3 separate regions of the Zea mays genome follow, and regions 1 and 2 are each linked to region 3. A link is a contact called in public Hi-C data. All regions are on one chromosome and are shown on one strand. The core of a region is the stretch at or near the end of the contact, and the rest is flanking DNA. Distances in the headings are between cores, read along the strand shown.

Region 1 (3,668 bases), core at 618-3,117, 290 kb before region 3:
CCCTAGGACGATGGCGCCCAAGCGCTAGGGTCACCACTTGTACTACCTCTGTAACCCTAGTTCCAATAGTTATATAATGATACAAAAAAATTAATGCATTGTTTGTAATACCAAACAACACTAAAATGGTTGGGAAAATTGAATACGAAAATATCATTAGAGATTTTATTTTGAAGAACACTAGAAGAATAATGCTTTCTAAATGAAGATTATGTAACCGATACAATATTTATTCGCCATTATATTATATGTACATGTATACATACTATTACTTAATACTTTTTGCTGCGTTTTGGGCAGGCCACCCAAAATACCCGGAGTCCGGGATGGCCCTGACTGAATTATGGTAACTACCAATTGCCCACTTGTTTAAAATGATCGATCTACAACTAGGACTAGGATTTCAGTTCTGTAAATTTTAGTGACAAGACCAATCGTATGCTAGAGAAAAAAGTAACCTTGCATATATTGTCTACTGCACCTTATCCTTAGTTATTATGACAGCCCTATTTCCTTCTCAACACAACTGTTGAATTTCAGATCCAACAGTAGAACACTCAAATCTGCAACCACATTTAAATTACAGATCATGTTAACAGCTCTGAGTACTTGTAGATGATTGATCACCATCATCCACAAATGTATCACCATCAGGGCGGCCCATGCCGCACCACCTGATTTGGAAAGATTAATCCAATATGCGTTCCTCATGTTCTAAATAGTGCGATGATAAGTGACAGAGCACAGTCACAGCTATCAAAAGTTTTCGAGTATCGATAAGAGTGGATCCTTCCAGAAAAGATGCCCACACGCTACTCTAGGAGGTCCTACTCTAGTCGCAGACACAGAGTGGACCACGAGCCATACATGTTGACAGCCATATACAGTACAGGATTTCTGTTCCACGTCCTTCACAGGGCTCTAATTCCCCGAAACCGAAAAGTTGCCGTCATGGGGACGGGGCTAGGGGGGGCCGTGCTGGTACCTTAGTTCCTAGAGTCTAGAGAGCGTAATATAGCTCAACTCACCAAAATTAAAGCACAACAACAGGGAAATCAGGAGCTGCCACAGTGGATTCGTTCCCCTGTTCCCGATCGTGATAGTATGGATTGTGAGCAGAGCAGGAAGCATAACAATACAGGTAAGAAAAAACAAAGGGGAATTTAGCACGAGCGAGCGAGCGAGCAAGGAAGCAAGCGGGGGGGACTAAATTGAACGAACGAATTGGATAAAGTTACCTTGGGGACGCGGAGAGGAGCACGAGCTTGGTGAAGAGGTCAGGCCTGGAGATGGAGGCGAGCGCGCCGATGACCGCGGAGACGGAGTGGCCGACGTAGATGCAGGAGCGGACGCCGAGCTCCTGGAGGATGGCGAGGAGGTCGAGCGCGTAGCCCTCGAGCGTGGCGTAGCGGGAGAAGTCGAAGTAGTCCGGGTTGGTGGGGCCGGCGCCCATGGTGTCGAAGAGCACGACGCGGTAGTCGGCGACGAGGTGCGGCACCAGGTGCTTCCACACGGACTGGTCGGTGCCGAAGCCGTGCGCCAGCACGATGACCCCGCGCTTCCCCTCGCCCACCACTCGCAGGTTGTGCGCCTCCTCCACGATCCCCATGCCGCGGGGTTGGTTCCTCGTGGGGACGCGCTGGGCGGGAAGGGGAGAGGAGGAAAGACCGGGAGAGGAGGAAAGACGGGGAGCAGAGCAGAGCAGAGCACAGCACAGCCGCGGAAGGGCAGTGAGAAACGGGATTAGTGGCGGGCGTTTTAAGGCGGGGGCGTGGACGGGGAATCTGCCGGTCGGGGAGGGGAACGAACGCGCGCGGACCGGACGGACGCCCCTGCCCGCTGCTGCTGCCTGGGCTTCGGCGACAGGGGTGCTCGCTGACGGACTGGGTCGCTCGGCGGGGCGGTTTGGTGGGGGCGACCGCACCGGACCGGACTGTTGTTGCCACTTGGTAGGTTTCCTCTGCTCGGCCTCGGCGGGCCTTCCCCTGGGGGCCCCACTATTTTAGTTAACGGAATACTAGATGTAGATGGATATCGTATCGCCTATACACCCTGGAGTTGCCATTGCCAGTTTGCCATTACATCCTCTAAAATATCTGCAAATTGCAAATGCGTGCTCGTACGTCGGAGCGTACTGGTTCATTTGAGAGAACCGAGTCAACTGACTTCGCGGATTTCAAACTGAAAACTATGGAAGAAAAAAGGTTAAAACACAAGAAAATAAAGTCCAAAAATCATCAAATTATGCAGATAGCTTGCCTGCCTCATGTAGGTATTACCGAGAGATCCTGTGTGCAAAGGTTTAAGATTTTTGTATGCATCTCATTCCCTAGATCGAGCACGACGATCAACAAAAACCGACCAATCTTAAAGAAAAATACTAAAATGTGGACTTCAGAAAAAGAAAAAAAATAGAGTTTTTAAAGGACCAATTATGCGGGATCGTTCGCTTGGAATTAAAGCCAGTTATTTAAATGTAATTCATAGAGATCAAAACACTATAAAAACAGTAGAAGTCAATAGAGATTAAAGTCAAACGAACATGTTGATGCTTTAGTCTAGCTCTGCTCATCATGTACCCCTATCAGTAGGCGTCTTGGTATCTAGGTTAAAATACCTAATAAAAAATATAGAGAGAGTACATGCCTAACAAACCTCTACATGTTTTTTAGCCATCTTTTAATTCGTCCTCCGGTATTTTAGCCGTTTGATCGAAGTCTCCGTATTCAGTTTTCATCACTAACTACTTCATCCTCACGGTCACCACTCACCACACCGATCACCTTGGTATATACTCAGGACCTGCATATTCATGATTTTTTAAGAGATATATTGCACAACACACACCAACTCAACACCTTATTTAGTCTAAATTCTGTTAGAACCAGCTCCACCAAAGCTTGGCCATCTCACTAGGAAAATCGATCCTCATCCGTGACAACTTATTTAGCTGCATTTATACCCATCATAATTTACATGTGCTAGAGTGAATTGAAGAGAATATGAGTCAATTTTCCATTCCAAAACATATGAATTGAGATGGATTCATATACCATATGTTTGGTTGCCCGCTCGAGCACAACCAGGCTCTGCACACTGTGTTTGGTTGCCTATACGAGACAGACCAGATCTACATATGTTGGTGCAATTCAAGCCAAATCGAGCAGCTTTGGCTGCATCCACGGACGAGCTAGGCTACAACAAGTCAAATGCTGGACATGTAGGGATCCGATCGCGTGGATATGAGTGCAACCAAATAAAGCCTAACATGAACGCATATCCCCACAATACCATCTAGCTCTCTCATGTAATGTGTGCAACATAAGTAGAGATGGTAATGGGCTCCGATCTCTGAATCCCCGTGAGGAATTCTTCCATTAGAAGATGGGGATGAGAAGATTTCTTCTTCGATGGAGATGTAAATAGGAAAAAAATCACCCTCGATAGGTAAACGGGTCGGAGACAAGGAAGCGTTCCTCGTCCTCGTTTCTCGTGGGAACCTAATAAAATTGTACGTGACGATGTTTTCATGTAATAGTTAATAATAAAAATAAATAATTACCATGTCAAAGATCATTTATTGTACAAATGTGTTCATTTTGATGTACACATAATGGTTTCTTACATCTAACAATGTGTATAAGTACAATCTTTTGTATTAATAATAA
Region 2 (4,006 bases), core at 445-2,944, 360 kb after region 3:
TGGTCAATGGATATTAGTTCATCAATCTTAAACAAATATGGCAAGGACTCGATCAAGTCCAACATCTGTGAGCATTTAAACAAAATGTAGAGATATGCATATCAAGTGTGTTTGAAACATGAATGACAAAGAATAGCAGTATGCCTTAATATGCTTTGGTTCTGTACTATCAACTTTCAAGGATATATCAAGATAAACAGCAGATTGCAGCCAACAAGTTGAGTAAATGTGACAACTATTTGACAGATGGAGTAAATGAGACATGAAGCCGTTCCATTTGCTACAAAGAAAAATATAGTTGGCTATTACAAGGGAAAGGATATGTAGCATGTTTACCTGTTAAAACTTTAAATATTCTAAACATAACATATAACTAAATAGAAGAGAACATATATGCATTTCCACCATTTGTCAACCAGCATAAGGGATCAGATTTAAAGGCAAGTAAAGATGCAACTTCCGCTATTCTTGAACCAGCATCGAAGATCAACTTTAGTGAACAAGAAAATACATTAACTTAAAATTTACACCAAATGTGAGATACTCCTAGATGTCTCATAAGTCATATGTGGTCACTTATCCTGACAATTCATAACACCTATAAAAAAACAAAAGCCAGTTCTGTAATTGTGAAAGCATAAAGGTAAGGTACAGATAGTTGCATGAGGCCTATTCCAGCATGTAGAAATGTAATACTCAAATGACTCCAAACCTTGCCACACTACCGAATTTCGCGCAAGACAAGAGAAAACTTGGCACGAGAACAAAGGGAGTAAAGGATGTTTTCTACCCCCTAACACACATTGCTAGGATCGTCGACTGAAAAACTAGGCAATGTGTGGAGTTAGTGCCAGGAGAAAATGTACTGTAGCGGCTATCAGTTGTGTTGTCAATATATATGAAGCGGTCACTTCCGAAGTAAGTTGTTGTGCATTGTTTGACGTTTCAGCAACAACATGAATAAGTTGCTAACCAAGCAAGCATGAACATTAACAGTCTGCACATCCAAACAATCAACTACTGGCACAAACCTGACTAACAGACAGCCATAGCAACCAGCAAGGTGCTAGACTACGAATAGGACCACCCAGGCACCCACCTCTTCTCATAGAGAGCGTCGACGTACTTGTCAAGAACGAATTCCTGCGAGCTAATATGCTCTGTGGCCTGCGCGAACTGAAGGTCAGACAGCCCACTGGACATGGAGGTCACGCTATCGGCATCGCCACCACCGTCAAGCTTGTCATCGGCACCACCACCACCTCGACCGCCCTTGTTCCTCTTACCTAAGACAAATGACACCAAAATCAGCAACCAAACAGTAAACAATCAACCAATCAGGAATTGGACGGGGCGATGCGCACTCTTGCCCATGGAGACGTCTGGGCGGTCCAGGAAGCGAAGAGGCCAAGAACCAGCCGGTGATCAGGCGCAGGCGTAGCGGCGCGCGGTCAGCGGTGGATCCGACAGAGGGAGGCGTCGTCGGAGGGGGCGGCGAGGAGGAACCGGGAGGAAGAGCTGGAGCTGGAGTTGGAGGTGGAGAAACGGAGGCGCGCGCCGTCGTTGAGGTCGGATTGGCCGTGGAGACGCCGAGCCATGTGAGATTGGGCGACGGTGAGGGGCGGATGAACGGAGCAAGGAAGAGGAGACTTTTCTGGCTTGTTTTTCTTCCCCCCTTGTTTTCCTTGTGATTTGTCAACGAGAAGCAGCAGAGTCGTCCGTCCCGCCACAGGAACAGAGACCTGCCAACCAGCGGTCCAGCCGCGTGCAAATCGTGGTTCACGCCGCTCGCCCTCGCTGGAACGGGCTTGCTGCCATCTCATTCAATTTGCTTGCAAGTCCAAATTTCAACCGTAACTTACGATTACAAACATAATATTTTCTCTGTCCTAAAATATTAGTCGTTTTAATTCTTAATTTTTAGATATATTTATATAGATATAGATGAAGATGAATATATAAAATACATACATCAAATATTGTATAAACTTATTAATTAACTAAAACAAATTTTAATATCTATCAATCTATCTATTACAAACATAATATCTATCTATCTATCTATCAAAATAATTGTTTACTCCCTTTGTGTTGTTGTTCTCTAGCAAACAAATCTAGTATCCTAGAAACCATAAGTATATGTAGCGGGTGGATCTAGGATATTCAAGTACCTTTAAAACTTAAACAATCACAGGACGAGTACTCAATTGTATTTCAGAAGACTTACCCAAGGATAATACATTTGGTTAGTAGCAAGGAATGCATTTGTTTTGTACAAAGACATTTTATACAAAGATGTAAATATGAACCTTACATTGATCATTGACAAGCATATCACTTGGATCTCGATCTTCCACGAGTATTTGTTCAAACTTTAGTATGTATATAGAAGCACAAATCTTATAACATCGACAAAATAAACTTTATAGAGGGCTACACAATAACCCCACAAAAGACAATAGATGTCGTCCATATAACCTGTCAATACATAAGAGATACACCTCGATGTCTCAACCTTTTCGAAGTTCGGCAAGACCACCACACCTTATCTTTTGAAGAAGAAGAAAAACGACAAGGTGGCGGCCATCAAGATAATTAAATAAGCAAGCGAACACAAAAGGGATCAAATGATTTTGGATACAAAAGACGATTATTTCAACCATGAAGAGCACCAAGAAAGCTTGGATCCCAAAGGGGAAATGATAACACCGATGGACTTTAGAGAATTTAGAAACTTGGTAATGTTGGGAAGCATGTCATAGGATGAATCATTTGGATCACGTCATTGCCAAGAAGGTTAGTGAAAACTATGAACCCAAATTCCCATACCCATGTTAGGTAACTAGATTTAAATTCTCACAATCACAAGTGGTATCTAGTTCTTTTTTATGTCTAGTTCTACATATGTACATTTAAATTATTGTCATGCATACATTAGGTAAATCATATGATTTGATTGCTCAGTTTCACTCGTACCCTTGGACCAAACCTACATGGATTAAAATTGTTTAGGAGCATCGAACATAGCTCACCTTTAATCAGTATAAAATTAGTTTGCATTTGATTTATCTTATATGTGATAAGTCCAAATTGTAGACATCTTTCCCTAATATCACAGACAAATAATGTTCATATTCATGTGACATTATCATTCAAGTGATATTTTGACCATTAAAAGTCTAAGTGCATTTCTCCTACATGTATTTCAAATTTGTATACAGGATTTTAGGATGAGGTCACTCTACAAGTTGGTATATTTGAGACTAACACTCTTTTCATGCTTGTCATGTGTGTATTAGTCTCATTACAAAGAAAAATGGAGTCCTCGAAGATAAGCATCATGCTTTAATTAAAATGATACACAAATTGGTATCAAGTCCAATTGTGTTTCTACATGTTGCATTCTTGAAACCAATGTCATTATGTTGTCTTTCAATTTGTATCTCTTACATGCTTTCTCCATGCTTTGTATAGGTGAAAGGGAAATGTGCTCGATAGCCAGTTCTACCTGTTTTAGCGATTAAGTGACCAACACACCACAATGAACTAAATAGTTTGAGATGAGTATGAGCACAAGTTCACTTGAAGGCAAATTAATGGAACTAAGTCCAAATGAGTTAAATTGTTGGCCAAAAGTGCAACTTTGAGTAAAAAATATAAACATGAGAGGTTTGAGTGTTTGGATAATTTGTATAGGTCTATTAAATGTTTCTAGCACTTGCATCTGGTCTCTAACTCATTTTGTAGCAAAAAGTGCATTTTGGACTTAGTTTGAACCATACTGCAAATCTTGGAGAAACTATGGCAAAGAGGTGAGTTTCTCGCACTTAGTTAATTGGATTATATGCTAACTATATTTGTCTGAGTCGTAGGAAAGCTCTAAAGAATAGTAAAAAATACTTGGAGAAGTTTGGCTCAAAAGAGCCAAAACTGCGCAATTTTGGGCAACACTGGAGTGAGTACACACGGGCCTAGGACTTGGTCTTTTGGCGGCATGGCACACCGG
Region 3 (3,792 bases), core at 450-2,949:
TGAAAATATACATATATATCAATATGCTTCCTTCACATGATAGTAATGCTTCCATGTGAAGTAATGTTTATACTTATCAAACGAGTATAGGTAGAAAAACTGAGGACAGTGAAATACTGAAATAACAAAAAAAAAGCATCACATGCAAGCAAAGACATGGATACAAAAAAAATATACTTCTGCTTACTTGCTGAAAATGTTCCTAATGCAGTCTTTGATTGAAAACTTCATTGCACTCATAACACCAATGCCAAAAAAACTCTGGTTCAGATCATCCAAACAAAAGGGAAACATAAATACTATACTCCTAAAGAGAATACCATAAAATAACACCCTAATTATGTTTGCGAGTTCTATTTTTGTTGCAAAGTCCATCATAACAAGAATGGAAGTGTAAATTCGATTCTCTGTTCCAATCTCCATAGTCCAAGGGCAACCACAAACACTCGTATAAAAACCACTCTACAATTATTTTTGAACCGGAAACCCTAACATGTCTTCAAGTTCAAACGAGTTTTTTGGCTGACTTCATACCTCCATGACCAACAGTACAAACACCATCCACTCTGATTAATTTTAAAATAAGACCAACATATTGGTGATAATTACTGAACTAAGTCAGAAACCCATAGCTATTTCTAATAAATCCTAGGCTAACTTCAGAAACCCATATGATTCCAGCTCCATAGACCATTATTTGACCCCAAAGTCTTGAACACTTATTTTAATTTTAATGTAATGAAGAAGCATTAAGCACAATTTATTTTCTTACGACAGAATGTCCAAGTTCCATTACTTCAGCATTGTTTTCCCTACTGTTTTTATTTGTACTGCAAGAATGCATAAATGTCAGACCCTATTCAAATCAAACTCAAAGAAACTTGCTTCCTATTTGTGATGTCAGTGTCACAGGCTCCATCAGAGAGTTGAGCCAACCCATTTTTGAACGAGAGATTCATCGAGGTGCATTTGTTCAGATTGTATATGCATTGCACACACTAAACAGAAAAATGGAGGTCCAGCATTTCCAACTCTGGAGCTGCATTCTGTTACCATGGACAAAAGAAACGTCGGTCGAAGTTATTTTTCCCCAACCCAAGAGCCGCATTATCCAAAACCACCCGTGTCATTTCTCGATTCCTATAGCCCCCAATTATCGCCAAAAGCAGTGCACAACGCGAATTCGAAGAGAGAACAGAAAGGGGCAACGGGGTCTGGGGGCTCACCAGCACCGTGATCCGTGGGCTGGGACGAGGAGCCGGCGGGAACGCTGGTGCTGGTGCTGGCGCTGGCGCTCGCGCTGGCCTCCACCTCGCGGTTCAGCGCCGCCGTGAAGGCCTCGACGTCGGCACCCGAGTGCAGACTCTCATCCTGCGCAATTCGGAACAAGAAGGACACCGTTCCGATCAAATCCCCCCCCGCCTTCACCCCACAAGAATCCGAAAATGGCAAGAGAGGCCCAGGTCAGGCGGGGCACCTCGTCGTCCTCGAGTAGCTTCATGATGGGATCCATGGCGCGGGAAGCTCGGGCGGCTGGTGGCGCGAGGTCCCCTCTCCGAGAAAGCTCACCTCGCCTCTCCGCCGGGGCTTCGACGAACGGGAGGAAACGAAATGAAATGAAACGAAACAAAACGAAATCCCTTGTGCGGGCAGGAAGGAAGGGAGCCGGAGGAAGAAGGCCGGCTACTTTTTCCCATGGCGCCTCCGTGTCTTACTGGGCTGTCAGTGGGCCTTCTTGGATCTGTACAAATGGCCCGTCTAATATCTCGATAGGGTTACATGTTTCAGTTTTCTTATAATTCTTTCTTACAAATCTCTTTTGGATAAACATGAACTGGGTACTTTCCCCTGATCGGCATCCTAGTATCCATGCACATACATCCGGACTTAAAATAAATGATTTGTAAACTATTTTGTTAATGGCATCATCATTTTGGTAAGGCAACGAGGTTAAAGAGCCAAGAATGATCCTATTTTAGAGCTTAATGCCAAAGTGGAGAAATTAAGGCCAACGCAAAAGTAAAATGGATCAGTCAACCACTTGTGAATTTTCAAAATAGAGGAATATTAGAATTTAGTTTTTGTCAAAATACTCTTATTACAAAATTTGGTCTCTTATGGGGGAGAATTTTGATTATAGGAAAAAGGTGGAGTTTTTGACACTTGATCAATTTTACTCTTAGAATATCTCTCGATTTGCCCAAACAAGTGTGTTTGACTTAGAGATAGGAAAAAGAATTTGATTTGCAAAAACAAACCAAGTGGTGGCAAAGAGTGATCCAAATATGCCAAATCTTAAGTAAAAAGGGAATTGGTCTTCATTTGCATTGATGTTGCACTTCTTTTGTTGCTTTTTGATGTGTTGGCATAAATCACCAAAAAGGGGGAGACTGAAAGGGAAATATGCCCTTGGGCCATTTCTATAAGTATTTTGGTGATTAGATGTCCAACACATATTGAGTGAGTTCTTATGTGCCAAATGAGTGAGAAGTGTGAAATCAAGAACAAAGTATGTTTCTAGACTTAGTGAATTGTTTTTGTATACTAACATGGTTATCTAAGTGCTAGAAACAGTGCCAAGAAAAGAATAATTGAATTGGAGAAGAATTGGCAAAGTACAGCCAACACCAGCTCGGGCCTGGCACACCGGACTGTCCGATGGTGCACCGGACAGTGTCCGGTGCCCCAGGTTGGTCAAACGTGAATTGGATGCTCTCGGGAAAAGAGAAAGGTGACGTGGCTATAATTCACCGGACTGTCCGGTGATGCACCGGACTGTCCGGTGAGTCAACGGCGCCAGCGGCCAACGGTCGTCCGTGCAATCAACGCGCGACACGTGGTCCGCGCCAACGGTCGGTTGGGCACACCGGACAGTGTCCGGTGCACCAACGGCCCCGGAGGACCAACGGTCGGCCGCGCCCGGTATGGAAGGAAATCGAGCACCGGACTGCTACAGTGGCTGTCCGGTGGTGCACCGGACTGTCCGGTGCACCACTCGACAGAAGGCAAGAATTGCCTACCAAATTGATGTCCAACAGCTCCTAACTGCCTTGGGGCTATAAAAGGGACCCCTAGGCGCATGGAGCAGTACAACAAGCATTCTCTAAGCATTCTAAGACTCCCAGACTCCGCTTCCACACATTCGATCGATTGTGTTAGTGATTTGAGCTCCGTTTGAGTTGTGAACTCAGTGTGCTACGTTTCGAGCTCAAGTCTTAGCTTGTGTGCGTGTGTGTGCTGCGGATTTGGGTCTTGCGTGTGTTGCTCTCCCATCCTTACTCTTGTGCTTTCTTTGTGATCAATATTGTAAGGGCGAGAGGCTCCAACTTGTGGAGATTCCTCGCAAACGGGAAGGATACTCAAAAGATAAAATACTGTGGTATTCAAGTCGATCATTGGATCACTTGAAAGGGGTTGAGTGCAACCCTCGTCCATTGGGACGCCACAACATGGAAGTAGGCAAGTGTTACTTGGCCGAACCACGGGATAAAATTCACGTGTCTCTTGTGTTGCTTTTCTGTGATTGTTTTGTTCACAAGAACTCGCTTCATAGCTACTTGGTCACACTAACGCTTTAATAATCAAGTTTATGGCTATTTAGTGTTTGATTTTACAGGATCACCTATTCACCCCCCTCTAGGTGCTCTCAATTGGTATCAGAGCCGTACTCTTCATCTAAGGGACTAACCGCCCGAAGAGATGGATTCTAAGGGAAAGGGGATGGTGGTCAACGACAAGGAAAAGGAGTCCATCTTCAACGAGCCAAGAGATGATAAGCCCACTGACTCAGGC

The links. A called contact is a pair of places that touch in the nucleus more often than the background predicts.
Region 1: a contact with region 3 is called in a Hi-C map of tassel, with 2.4 times the contacts expected there. The contact joins the promoter of LOC100194211 here to the promoter of LOC100278950 in region 3. A contact is called at or near these places in 2 of 25 Hi-C or Micro-C datasets (leaf and tassel).
Region 2: a Hi-C map of endosperm shows a contact between it and region 3, with 3 times the contacts expected there. The contact joins the promoter of LOC100281290 here to the promoter of LOC100278950 in region 3. A contact is called at or near these places in 6 of 25 Hi-C or Micro-C datasets (bundle sheath, ear, endosperm and 3 more).

Annotation. Positions count from the first base shown.
Region 1 is chr1:77,323,600-77,327,267 of Zm-B73-REFERENCE-NAM-5.0, forward strand. It overlaps LOC100194211 (Sigma factor sigB regulation protein rsbQ), which reads right to left and starts at 1,868. Exons shown (of 2, transcript NM_001139253.2): 1 at 1,239-1,868. The coding sequence starts at 1,609.
Region 2 is chr1:77,974,734-77,978,739 of Zm-B73-REFERENCE-NAM-5.0, forward strand. LOC100281290 (interferon-related developmental regulator 2) reads right to left here and starts at 1,695. Exons shown (of 13, transcript NM_001154208.1): 1 at 1,365-1,695; 2 at 1,100-1,286. The coding sequence starts at 1,374.
Region 3 is chr1:77,616,115-77,619,906 of Zm-B73-REFERENCE-NAM-5.0, forward strand. It overlaps LOC100278950 (transcription initiation factor TFIID subunit 4b), which reads right to left and starts at 1,700. Exons shown (of 15, transcript XM_008659106.3): 1 at 1,478-1,700; 2 at 1,227-1,371. The coding sequence starts at 1,513.